Linked DNA regions of Mus musculus: region 1 is linked to region 2. The links are chromatin contacts, called in public promoter capture Hi-C maps. All regions are on one chromosome and are shown on one strand. Each heading gives the region's core, a stretch centred on a gene start, on an enhancer-like site or on the middle of the called end of the contact. The rest is flanking DNA. Distances are from core to core; before and after follow the strand shown.

Region 1 (5,536 bases), core at 257-2,756, 230 kb after region 2:
ACACAACCTAGAAACACCTGGGAAGAGAATCCAAGTGAGAGACTTTCTACTTTGAGTTGGCCTGTAGGGGAATGTCTTAATTGAGTTAATTCTGAAAAGACCCAACCCACTGTGGGTGGCGTCATTCCCTAGGCAGGAGCTTCCGAGCTGAGCATAAGCTCTTGAACACGTATGTGTTCTCTTCTCTCTGCTCTTGACTGTGGCTGTGACCAGCTGTCTCAAGCGCCTGCCTCTGAAGTCTCCCTACAGTGACAGACCCGGGTGGTGAACTAACAGAAACCTTTTTGTCCCCAAGTTGCTTCTTGTCAGACTCTTTTATCATGGCGTTAGAAAGGACACAAGGACAGTGTCCACACCTCACTCTGCTCAGTGCTCAGAGCTCAGGGGATGAGCTACAGTGTCTTCCAGGGCATCAAGGTGAAGTGCTCCTGTCGACTGCCCCACCCTGAGCCTGTACTTTCCTCTCCCCGGGAGCCTCCACTGCTACCTTAATTACACCTAATTGAGTGATAAGGGGGATTTGCTTTATCAGGCTGCAGATTACAACTGGGAAACAGGCAGCTGAAGGGAACAAGATAACCTCTACTTACTTCTTGACCTGGTACTTAGCTAGCAGGAGGTCCAGACCACAAGCTCAGTCCTGAAGGTCTGCTGTCGGCTCTCACACCCTCACACTCCCAGGCTTGCTCTCTGCCGGCGCTTATGTGTGGGGTTGCTTGGAAGGGACACAGGCTGCTTCCGGATCGGATGCTCAGGCTCTGGCCCAAATCCCCCTGCTTGGCTTTGAGATGATGGAAAGCCCCCTCAGACCTGAGGGTGGGGTGGGGGACCCACCGGTGAGGGACATCCAAGTGTGATGGGAGGTCTGAGGAAAGGACGGGCCGGCTGTGCTTCTGCAAGGAATGTGTGATGGGGAATGAGCCTAAGGGCTCCCGAGGATCTGAGTCTTCATTGTAGAAGAAGTGGTTTTAAGGTGAGTCTCCCTCAATCCGGTTTTCATGTTCAAGTCTGGGGCTGGGGCCTGCAAGCTGGCTCAGCAGGCGAAGGCGCTCGCCGCCAAGCCTGACGACCCAAGCTTGGTTCTCAGGATCCATGCAGTAGAAGCAGAGACCTGACTGACTCTTAGTTGATTTTTGATCTTCCCGTCTACGCCGTGACACATTAGAAAGAAAACATAGTCCACTCTGCCATATAGAAAATCACGGGCTCACTCACCCATTGGGTGGACCCGTGCAATCGTAACAGATGTATCGTAGTGTGGCAGTGTCATGCCCACCCCTTTTGCAGCAGCCCCTGGTTGAAAGAGGTCCCCTTGGATCGGCTTGTGTCCAGGAGGTTTCTGTGTGGGCGTTCTCTGTCGCATTCACGATGACTAAGTTGCTTAGCTGCGTCCTCCTCAGAACAGGTCCCTGGCACTGGAGAGGCAGGGTGATGGCGTAGCTTTGGTTATGGCATAAGCAGCCTGGAGATAGCGGCGGAGACTTGACTGTTACGTCGGACTCTGATGAATGAGGATGGCACTATTGAACCTTGGACAGGGTGGAGCCAAGCCCTCTTTCACCTGGTCTCCTCCTCTCAAGAGTGCTGAGTTTGCTGGCTCAGGTTCTTCCTGGAAACCGTGACATCTCCTGCCACTAGGTGGGGGAAGGGGACGTGGTCTCTGAAGCTTGCAAGGAAGAAGAGCTTTCTGGCTCAGGCCCTGGCCCCGTCCTTAGCGGGTTAGCCCAGGTTGCCAGGAAGCATGAGTTGGGTGGGTGTAGACCTTGCCCTGTGCTTCCTCTCTCTCCACAGCGGGAGGATTGAGATCCGGGTTGAGCTCAGAAACCTGTGGAGAGTAAACCACCTGGTGGGCGGAGTAAACCTGTGTTGTTGCTTTGGGCAAACCTAGCTGACTGCATAGATGGATGGATGAATGAATGAATGAATGAATGAATGAATGAATGAGTGAATGAATGAATGAATGAGGAAAACCGTCCTGCCTAGAAAGGCCTTCAGGAATCCTCTTAGAGCTCTCATACTTCCGGTAGCTACCCCTTTGACAGACCTCTATCTCCAAAAATACATTAGATTCACAACAGTAGCAAAATTATAGTTACAAAAGTAGGAACGGGTGAGATGGCTTAGTGGGTAAGAGCACCCGACTGCTCTTCCGAAGGTCCTGAGTTCAAATCCCAGCAACCACATGGTGGCTCACAACCATCCGTAACAAGATCTGACTCCCTCTTCTGGAGTGTCTGAAGACAGCTACAGTCTACTTACATATAATAAATAAATAAATCTTTAAAAAACAAAAAACATTCCTTAAAAAAAATAGCAACGACAATGACTTTATGGTCGGGGGTCACCACACCTTGAGGAACTATATTAAAGAATTGTAGCTTTCAGAAGGTTGAAAACCACTGTCCTGGAAGCCTTAAGTCTTGCCAACTGATCTGCCTCCATCTTCGTCTAAGCCACTGGAGGGGTGCCTGTTAAGTCAGGACAGATCACTAGCCAAAAAGAAAAAAAACACAGCGCACTGGGAGAAAAGCTTGTTAGTTTTGGAACCACTTAACTCAGGCTCAACGTGATTTTTGAACTTGCCTCCTCAGGACCTGGAGACGGTCCAAGAGCCTGAGGTCACAGTGGGTCTCTGCCTTGGGGAGGGTGGAGGGAGGCCTGTGGGACTTCTGTTTCTGGCATTGCTTTGGGGGGTGGGGGAATGGCAGAATGGCAGGGAAGAGAGACCCTGTGTGGGCGGGGTATCTGCTGACTTTTTCCCCACCAGAGCTGGATCTGTCCTGAGTATGATCCTGGTTGGGGATGGGTGGGGTCTTTGGGAACTCCTGAGCCTTGGTACATCTATCTGGACCCAGTGGGCAAGGAATGCCTGGCTTGTTCACGCACAGTTGGAGGTGACTTTTGAGGGTACCCTGTAGTGTTCTTGGGCTGAGGAAGCAGGCTCCAGGCAGGCCTCCCAGAGGAGTAGATGAGCCCTGCTGTTGGAGAGGGATCTTGACTGGCTGGGACGGTTGGCTTTGATTCATCTGCTTCCAGGAATGACATTGTCCAATGCAGTGGGTGGTTGGGGGAGGCCTGGAGGCCTGTTGGACATGGGTCCACATGCGAGATTTTTACCTTCCCACTGTCAGCCCCTAGAAACTCCAAACACCTCTCTCCCTGTTGCCAGGACTTCAGGAGGAAGGGGGGACATGGCAGATTTCTCTAGCTTTGCCAGCTAAGAGCTGCCCGGTCTCCATAGTAACCTAATGGGTTTCACTATTCTGTTCTGGAGCTTAAGGGAGGTAGGTCTGGGTCATTGGCCAGACAAGGGTGAGGCCAAGGAATGTGACGTGGCCTCTGGGTGTGGCCGTGGAGGGAGCGTGGACACCTTCCCTCACCACCTCCAGGTAGATTCTTAGTTTCTCTCTTCTTGAAGATCTGGTCAGCAAATGTCCCTCTTCCTCCCCCTCAGCCATCTTGGCCTTTCCCCCACCTCTCTGTTCTGGCCTCCTTCTGGCATGTGCCCCCTCCAGACCTCCCTGACTCAACCTTCATGGCCCTTGCACTCCTTCTCGTGGAAAAGGAGAAACACGTGGCTGTGGCCGTGCTCCCTCAGCCTGGCCGCTCACTCCTGATGGGCGTGGCTCCGCTGGAGGAGGACCAGCCTAGAGCTTTTCTCTGAGAGATCGATCGCTTCATCTTGTCTGAGTGTAGTCCAGGCCACTATGTTCCCACAAAGCAGCACTCGGAGAGGGGTTGCTTCTCTGCCCAACTGTAGCATCACAAAACCCGGCCCAGAGAGAGCACTCCTGGTTTTCTGAACTGTCCCCTCAGATCACCCAGCCCGAACCCCAGGCATGTGGTAACATACCCCAGCATCTCACACATGGTACCTGGCTTTGTCTACATCAGCTAATCTCAACCTTCCTAATGATGTGACCCTTTAATATGGTTCCTCATGGTGTGGTGGCTCCCCAGACATAATTTCATTGCTACTTTATAACTGTAATTTTGCTACTGTTATAAATTGTAAAATATCTGATATGCAGCCTATCTGATATGTGACCCTCAAAGCGGTCATGACCCACACATTGAGAACTGCTGGTCTAGACTCAAATCCAGGTTTCTTTTCATTTCAGCCTTGAGCTAGTCATTGTCATGATAAAATGATCAACTGACTTATTCCATAGGGAACTTGTATCTGGACAGTTGATGAGGCCTGCCCTGGGGTCTGTGCTCTGTTAGTGTTGCCAACATTAAGATGTCCTCTGAGCTGTCCTCATTTACAAAGAATCTGGGACCTGTGGGGACATCCCACATCTGGGAAGTGGAAGAGCTGAGCCTTTAGCTCTGGAATGGTGGGACCCCAGCTGCTGGTGACATTCCTTCTATCTTCCCCTCTTCGTGCTCCTAGACAAGGAAGGAGATGGTGATCATTCACCAATTAGGTAACAGGAATGGGACGTTGGTTCTCTGAACCAGCCCTGCCTGTTGCTACACCCAGGACCCAGGCCAGTCCTCCCAAGTTTGTGGTCCATATTTGATGCCCTTGCCCACTTGAATGCCAGGTCTCTGCTGAGGGCATCTCTCTGGCTCACACTGAGAGACTCAGCCCTCACAGGCTACCTGTTCAGTGTAGAGAAAGCCTGACTCTGTGAAGTGAATTTCAGGGGAAAAAAAAAGAGAGAGAGACAATGGGTCTCTAACATATACAAAATGACTTCAGGGGGTTGGTGGCGTCTTCTCATTCAGTAGCTGTAGAAACAGACTTAGAGCGGGCGAGTCATGCACCCCAAGACACACAGGGGTAGGGTTATGATTTCTAAGTCTTAGACCCAAAGCCAGTTGTCTCCCCAAGCCCCGGTCTTGCTTTGAGCCAGCCCGGGGCCACCATGGAGACACAGGAACTGACTTAGTGGCTGCTAACCAGTCTGCTTTCCCCCCATGCTTGTTCCGTTCCCAGGCTACGATGGAAGCACACCTCCTCTCTGAAGGTGACCAATGAGCCCATCTTAGCATTCTCTCAGGGAAGCCCCGAGCGGGATGCACTGCAGAAGGTAACAGGGAGAGGGGTGTCCTGAGGGGCATGGGACAAAGAGAGGCAGGAGATTCCCATCCACGTTTCTGTCCCATTCTGTTCCCCAGGCTCTGAAGGACCTGAAGGGCCAGATGGAAGCCATCCCCTGCGTTGTCGGGGACGAGGAGGTGTGGACCTCCGATATACAGTACCAGTTGTCGGTAGGTCGGACAAGGACAGGCAGGGCTCAGCCTCACCTTGCACTCAGACCTCCCCCTGGAAGCTCACGGGACTGCCTGTAAGGGTCATTGTTCCTCTCCCAGATTTTGAATTCTGTGGATGCCTAAAACTTCTAGAATCAGAGGGTGCCACTCACGGTCCATTCCTGAGGCATGTCCAAAGCAAGGAGCTTGGGAAGGGTGTGGGTGTCGCCGGTGGCGTCTTCCCATAGATCAGTTCCTAACTGGAGTTCAATCCCTCTAGAAACCAGCGTGGCCTTCAGCAGACCAGGGAGCTCGCAGGTCTCACAGTCAGAGG
Region 2 (5,415 bases), core at 1,309-3,808:
CACGCACATGCCTACTTACCACGGAAGTCAGAAGAGTGCATCAGATCCCCTGGAATGGGACTTATGCATGGTTGCAACTCCCTGTGTGGGTGCTGGGGACCAAAGCTCGATCTTCTGCAAAAGCAACTACTGTTCTTAACTGCTGAGCCAGCTCTCTTTATTTATCTGGGTGTTTTGTGTGTGTGTGTGTGTATGCATATATGTATGTATGTATGTATGTATGTATGTATGCCATAGGCATTCCTGGAGACCAGAAAAGGGCTTCAGATTCCCTGGATCTTAGAGCCACCTCTCAGTTCTGTCCCTTTTCCTCTCCTTGATTTGTTTTGAGATATGGTTTCTAACAGCCTAGCTGGTCTCACATTTGCTATGTAGCTGATGGCCTACAGCTCCTGGTCCTTCTGCCTACCCTCCCAAGTACCAGATTTTCCAGGAATCTGCTACCACTCCCATTTTGGCTTTTATTTACTAAGGGAAAAAGCAGCCAGCAAGTCTATTATGAGTTGTCACAATTATTGTGAAAAAAAGAAGCCAGAGCAAGAGGCTGCTAGGAGCCGTGTTGTGTTTGGATAGGAATAGATAGTTCAGGCTGAGGTGGAAGTAGAAATATTTAGCATCAGCGGGACTCTGCCATCAGACCTGTTCCATGGGGAGCCAGAGAACTAGCTCAGCCAGGTGTGTTTGCACTCACGTGGATGGACCTACGCCCAGTTTTGAGAACCCATGTGCGAGTGTAAATCTAGCACTGGAGAGGTAGAAACTCGCCTCTGAGGAACAACATCCAGGGACCTTTTACCCTTATGCTTATTTCCCGTTGTGAGTGTGTGTGTTTAGGAGTGGTGTGTGCATGTGCAGTGAGTGGTACATCGTGGAGGTCAGAATACAGCTTGGAGGAGTTGATTCTCTCCCTTTCATTATGTGGTTCCTGGGGATAGAACTCAAGATTATTACTAGGCTTGGCAGCAAGCACCTTTACATTCTAAAGCCATCTTGCCAACCCTCAAAAAAATTACTTCTTTAAAGTTTAATCATTTTTTGATCAACAGCTTTGAAGTGATGTGAAATAGTATGAAATAGTTTCATTTGGAAGAAGTTCTTGCTATGAAGCCTGTCGATCCTGTGAAAGTTTGTACATGGGCTTTGGGGTTAGTAAGCTGTAGTGCTAGGGTGATGTCCGTGAGTGCGTGCGTGAGTGTGTGTGCGCTCGCACGCGTGTGTGTGTGTGTGTGTGTGTGTGTGTGTGTGTGTGTGTGTGTAGAGTAGTCTATCCTCAGAGGGAAGTTTGTAGATCTGTAAAGGGATCTGGGATGCCAGTTTGGCAGGATAATGGCCATTTCTGAGGTTGTGATTCATTGCTAATGGTTTTTAAGTCTGAGCTTCTGTTATTTGTATAGGCATCAGGGATTTGGGGTACTCTCGGTGATACTGGCAAACCATGCCATCAAGCTGCTGGCGTCTCTCTTTCAAGACTTGCAGGTGGAGGCACTCCACAAGGTGCGGAGGCTCTGGAGTCCTCGGGTTGGTTGCTGGGGCGACTTGGGATGCTAACTAGAGCATCAGTAAGGTTTTTTTTTTTTTTTTTTGCCCAGAGTAATACGACTAATATGCTTTGATTTTTGTTATCATCAGGGCTGGGAGACAGATGGCCCCCCTGCAGTCCTGAGTATTATGGCCCAGAGCACCTCCACACAAAGGATTCAACGGCTGATTGACTCTGTCCCACTGACAAACCTGCTCTTGACTTTACTTTCAACTTCATACAGAAAGGTGGGTGGGAGTCAAGCCATTCATGAATTGGAGTAAAGTGGACAGAGACCATGATGTTTAAGAATGCAGACTGTGGTGGTGGTTTTAGAATGGAATCCTCCCTAGACTACTCCTCTTCTCTTTCTGTCTCCCTTCCTAATCTGGGCTAGCATTCCTGCATGCAGTTGGTCCTCCTGCGTTAGCCTCTTCGGATTATAGGCACATGATGTCACTGTACTGATCTTGACAGAGTAGTTTGTGGTGCTTTGGAAGTGGTTATTGATTGCCAGTTTTAGCTGTCTGCTGACCCTGGTGGTCCATCGTGACACATTTGAAGCAGAAGCATGGTGGACACTCAAGCTCCTGGCTCTGTCTCTGGCTCATGTGTTCCTCACGCTTGTGTTTCCCTAGGCGTGTGTCCTGCAGCGGCAGAGGAAGGGCTCCATGAGCAGTGATGCCAGCGCCTCCACCGACTCCAACACGTACTATGAGGATGACTTCAGTAGCACAGAGGAGGACAGCAGCCAAGGTAGCTAGAGATAGCCCCTCTGCCCTCACTTTTATGTATTCTCAAAGTGGTGTGCTGTTTAAGAGCAGCTTGAGGGTCAGAGAGTGGTGGGAAAGTGCTTGCCTAGAGTGCATGAAGCCTGGGCTAGATCCCCTCCAGCCATAATCCAGGTGCTCTCACACTCCTGTAGTCCCAGCACTGTGAGGCAGGAAGAGCAGACGCCCACGGTCAGTACTAATGGGCTTTACTGAGTCGGAGGCCGGCCTGGGCTAGGCAGTAAGTGGAGTGTCAAAGGTGAAATGCTAATGACTGCTTTCTCTCTGCCAAAACCAAAATGTTCATGTTTGCTCCTTTGTTCCCTATGCTGGGACCTCTGTCCTTCCTGCACAGGTCAAAAGGTCACGTGGCAGGGATTGGGTTTAACCATGGGCTTGTAGCTGAGGAGCACATAGAGAGGAGCTGAAGATGTGTAGAGGGGTGGTCTCTGGTTTTTGTTTGTTTGACTTTTTTTCCATGCTCAAGTGTGTGAAACAATGTGAAACCCCAAGGGGCACGATTTTTACCATCTTGGGTGATGAAACTTGTTTGCTCTTATAAATGTTTGACCCCTTTCCAGGCAGGGAGATAAGAGGACATGGGTTCTCTTCTGTTGTTGGACCTCATAAGAAATCAGTTTTACTGTAACCCATGTATAATAAGGTAGAAGCACTTGTTTATCCATTTAGATCTTGACAGATTGACAGGGTCAGTTCCTGTCCTCAGCATCAGGATGTCCTGTGATCTTTGACCCCAGCAGCTATAGAAAAACAGGTTCACATACATAAAAATTGCGTTTTCGTGATATGCTCTTTCTCTTCAGATGATGACAGTGAGCCTATTTTGGGGCAGTGGTTTGAGGAGACCATCTCTCCCAGTAAAGAAAAAGCTGCGCCTCCACCTCCTCCACCACCCCCTCCCCTGGAGAGCTCTCCTCGGGTTAAAAGCCCCAATAAGCAGGCATCTGGTGAGAAGGGCAACATCTTGGCCAGCCGCAAAGACCCTGAGTTGGTAAGACTGGTTTCTGAGGTTCTGTGGGAGAGACTGCTTGAGTACAGTGAGTGGTTGATCTGTGAAGCATATGGCGTCGGAGCTAAAGCATTTATAAGTTGGATACCGCAGTCCTTAGCTCTGTCTCTGCAGGACTTCAAGTAGTGATCATGTCATTAAATAGCACGCTTCCAGTGCTGACAGTTACTAGCACAGTCTCTAGGAATAAGTAAGTAGAAGTTGATTTGAACCTTACTGGTCCTGGGCCAGAGTCTGAATGTGTCCTTGTTGGGGAGTGACTGTACTTGCCCTGAAGGCATTGTGAAAGAGTGTTTTCAAAGCCTCTAGAATAGGTTCGGCGCATCATAAATACTTACTTATTGATTCAACCAATATTTATTGATTTTCTTCTGTATTTCAGCCCCTATTCTGATAGTTTATCAGAGTAATGAGTCAAGTACAATTCTCTAATGTAGCCTTATATAGCTTCATGTCAAGGTTATGGGCATAAAACATTTATATGTATTTTTTTAATATTTATGTATATGAGTACATGGTAGCTCTTTTCAGACACAGCACAAGAGGGCATCAGATCCCACTACACATGGTTGTGAGCCATCATGTGCTTGCTGGGAATTGAACTTAGGAGCTCTGGAAGAGCAGCCAGTGCTCTTAACCACTGAGCCAACTCTCTAGCCCTTATATCATCATTCAATAATTAGTTTTTACAATAATGATAAACTAATTTAATAATAGAGAGAAAAGTGAGAATATGTGTAGTAATCATTGATGTAGGGTCAGTCTTCAGTATGTTACTGGTACCGTCTTGAGGGTCAGGGACTGGATCAGCTCAGAGGTCCTCCTTACACAGTGTTTTCTGAGGTTGGCTGCATGGAGTGGGTCTGGCCTTCTGTGCAGCTAGTTTCATCACGGACATTCCCACTAGGAGACTTAGTGAGAGCCTTCACTTTTGGCTTGTATAATTCTGGTTGAATTCAGGGTTGGCAGAAGCTTTATCCCTGACGCCACGCCACTGCTCTGAGTTGTTTCTGTTCCTTTAGTTCTCAGGCCTGGCTTCCAACATCCTGAACTTCATCACGACTTCCATGCTGAACTCTCGAAACAGTTTCATCCGGAGCTATCTGAGCGCCTCTCTCTCAGAGCACCACATGGCCACTCTGGCCAGCATCATTAAGGAGGTGGACAAAGATGGACTCAAGGGTCAGTGGAAAGGCTGGGTGCTGCTGCAGGGCACTTAGGGTTCCAAGTTCCTGAGTAACTGTCTCCCTCTGTCCAAAGGGTCATCAGATGAGGACTTTGCTGCTGCTCTCTATCACTTCAACCACTCGCTGGTGACTTCTGACCTACAGTCCCCAAACCTGCAGGTGGGTGTGCACTGTTGCTGCCCAGGAGGGAGCACTTCATGCTTTCCCTGGAACGTGGTGGTTCTCATCATTGAAGGATGCTTTGTCCTGACTCTGTGCCTGGGTGGTCTGTGTTGCCCTGTGTAGAGGTTAGGATCGATGGAAGAAAAAGATGTTCTTTCCCCAAGTCATGAAGATTAAAGGAAGAAAACAGAAAAACTCCCAGTGCTTCTCATAGTAGACCAGTAGGTGGTACTCACCAAAAGCTATTTATTTACAACATATGGTTGATAAATGTTCACCCGTCTTTGGGGAAATACAGAGTAAAAGGATTTCAAGGAGCAATTCGATCACAAGAGACATGTTCTCCTTTACAAACTACCATCAAAACTGAGTCCAGGACCTTGAATGTGAGCACGCAACTGCACGGTTCTCCCCACCAAAGAAGGTGGCGTCTCAATCCTAAGGCCTCATTTGTTTAGTTTCATGTGTCTATAATCTCCACATTAAGCACAGCTTTAGCGTGCAGTGAGTGGCGTTCTGTGCTCGTGTGCTTGACTTTGATTGAGTGCCAATCATGCAGTGCCTGGCTCGGTCTGTAGTGGGCGTTTCTGGAACCTTCACTTAGCTGCTCTCTGACACCCCCTGTGCTCGCACTATACCGCTTGATTCATCTCTGTTCCACTGAGGTACATTTGAGTTGTGGCCAGGCTCATTGCATTCCGGATATTGCTGTGGTCGTTTTAATTCGTGTTAGCTGTTCTGTGTGAC

What was found. Promoter capture Hi-C pulls out the DNA fragments that hold promoters and counts their contacts.
Region 1: a promoter capture Hi-C map of liver shows a contact between it and region 2, with 3 times the contacts expected there. The contact joins two enhancer-like sites. A contact is called at or near these places in 10 of 39 promoter capture datasets (the 3T3-L1 cell line, cranial neural crest, embryonic stem cells and 5 more), 2 of 484 Hi-C or Micro-C datasets (the AML12 cell line and cranial neural crest), 12 of 115 datasets of contacts at active chromatin or transcription factors (T-cell acute lymphoblastic leukemia, bone marrow-derived macrophages, differentiating embryonic stem cells and 6 more) and 4 of 9 other capture datasets (adipose tissue, embryonic stem cells, liver and 1 more).

What each region holds. Positions count from the first base shown.
Region 1 is chr4:139,628,770-139,634,305 of GRCm38.p6, forward strand. Aldh4a1 (aldehyde dehydrogenase 4 family, member A1) reads left to right here. Exons shown (of 15, transcript NM_175438.4): 2 at 4,946-5,039; 3 at 5,128-5,220. Among named protein-coding and RNA genes, the nearest start is that of Aldh4a1, 8.6 kb to the left of the region's middle. Within about 2 kb of position 1,507, at least 15 of the 459 cell types and tissues checked have an H3K27ac peak or open chromatin away from gene starts, as enhancers often do. A contact at or near this core is called in liver, where this site is marked.
Region 2 is chr4:139,398,168-139,403,582 of GRCm38.p6, forward strand. Ubr4 (ubiquitin protein ligase E3 component n-recognin 4) reads left to right here. Exons shown (of 106, transcript NM_001160319.1): 12 at 1,395-1,494; 13 at 1,630-1,767; 14 at 2,158-2,275; 15 at 3,114-3,301; 16 at 4,342-4,501; 17 at 4,580-4,665. Among named protein-coding and RNA genes, the nearest start is that of Ubr4, 20 kb to the left of the region's middle. Within about 2 kb of position 2,559, at least 2 of the 459 cell types and tissues checked have an H3K27ac peak or open chromatin away from gene starts, as enhancers often do. A contact at or near this core is called in liver, where this site is marked.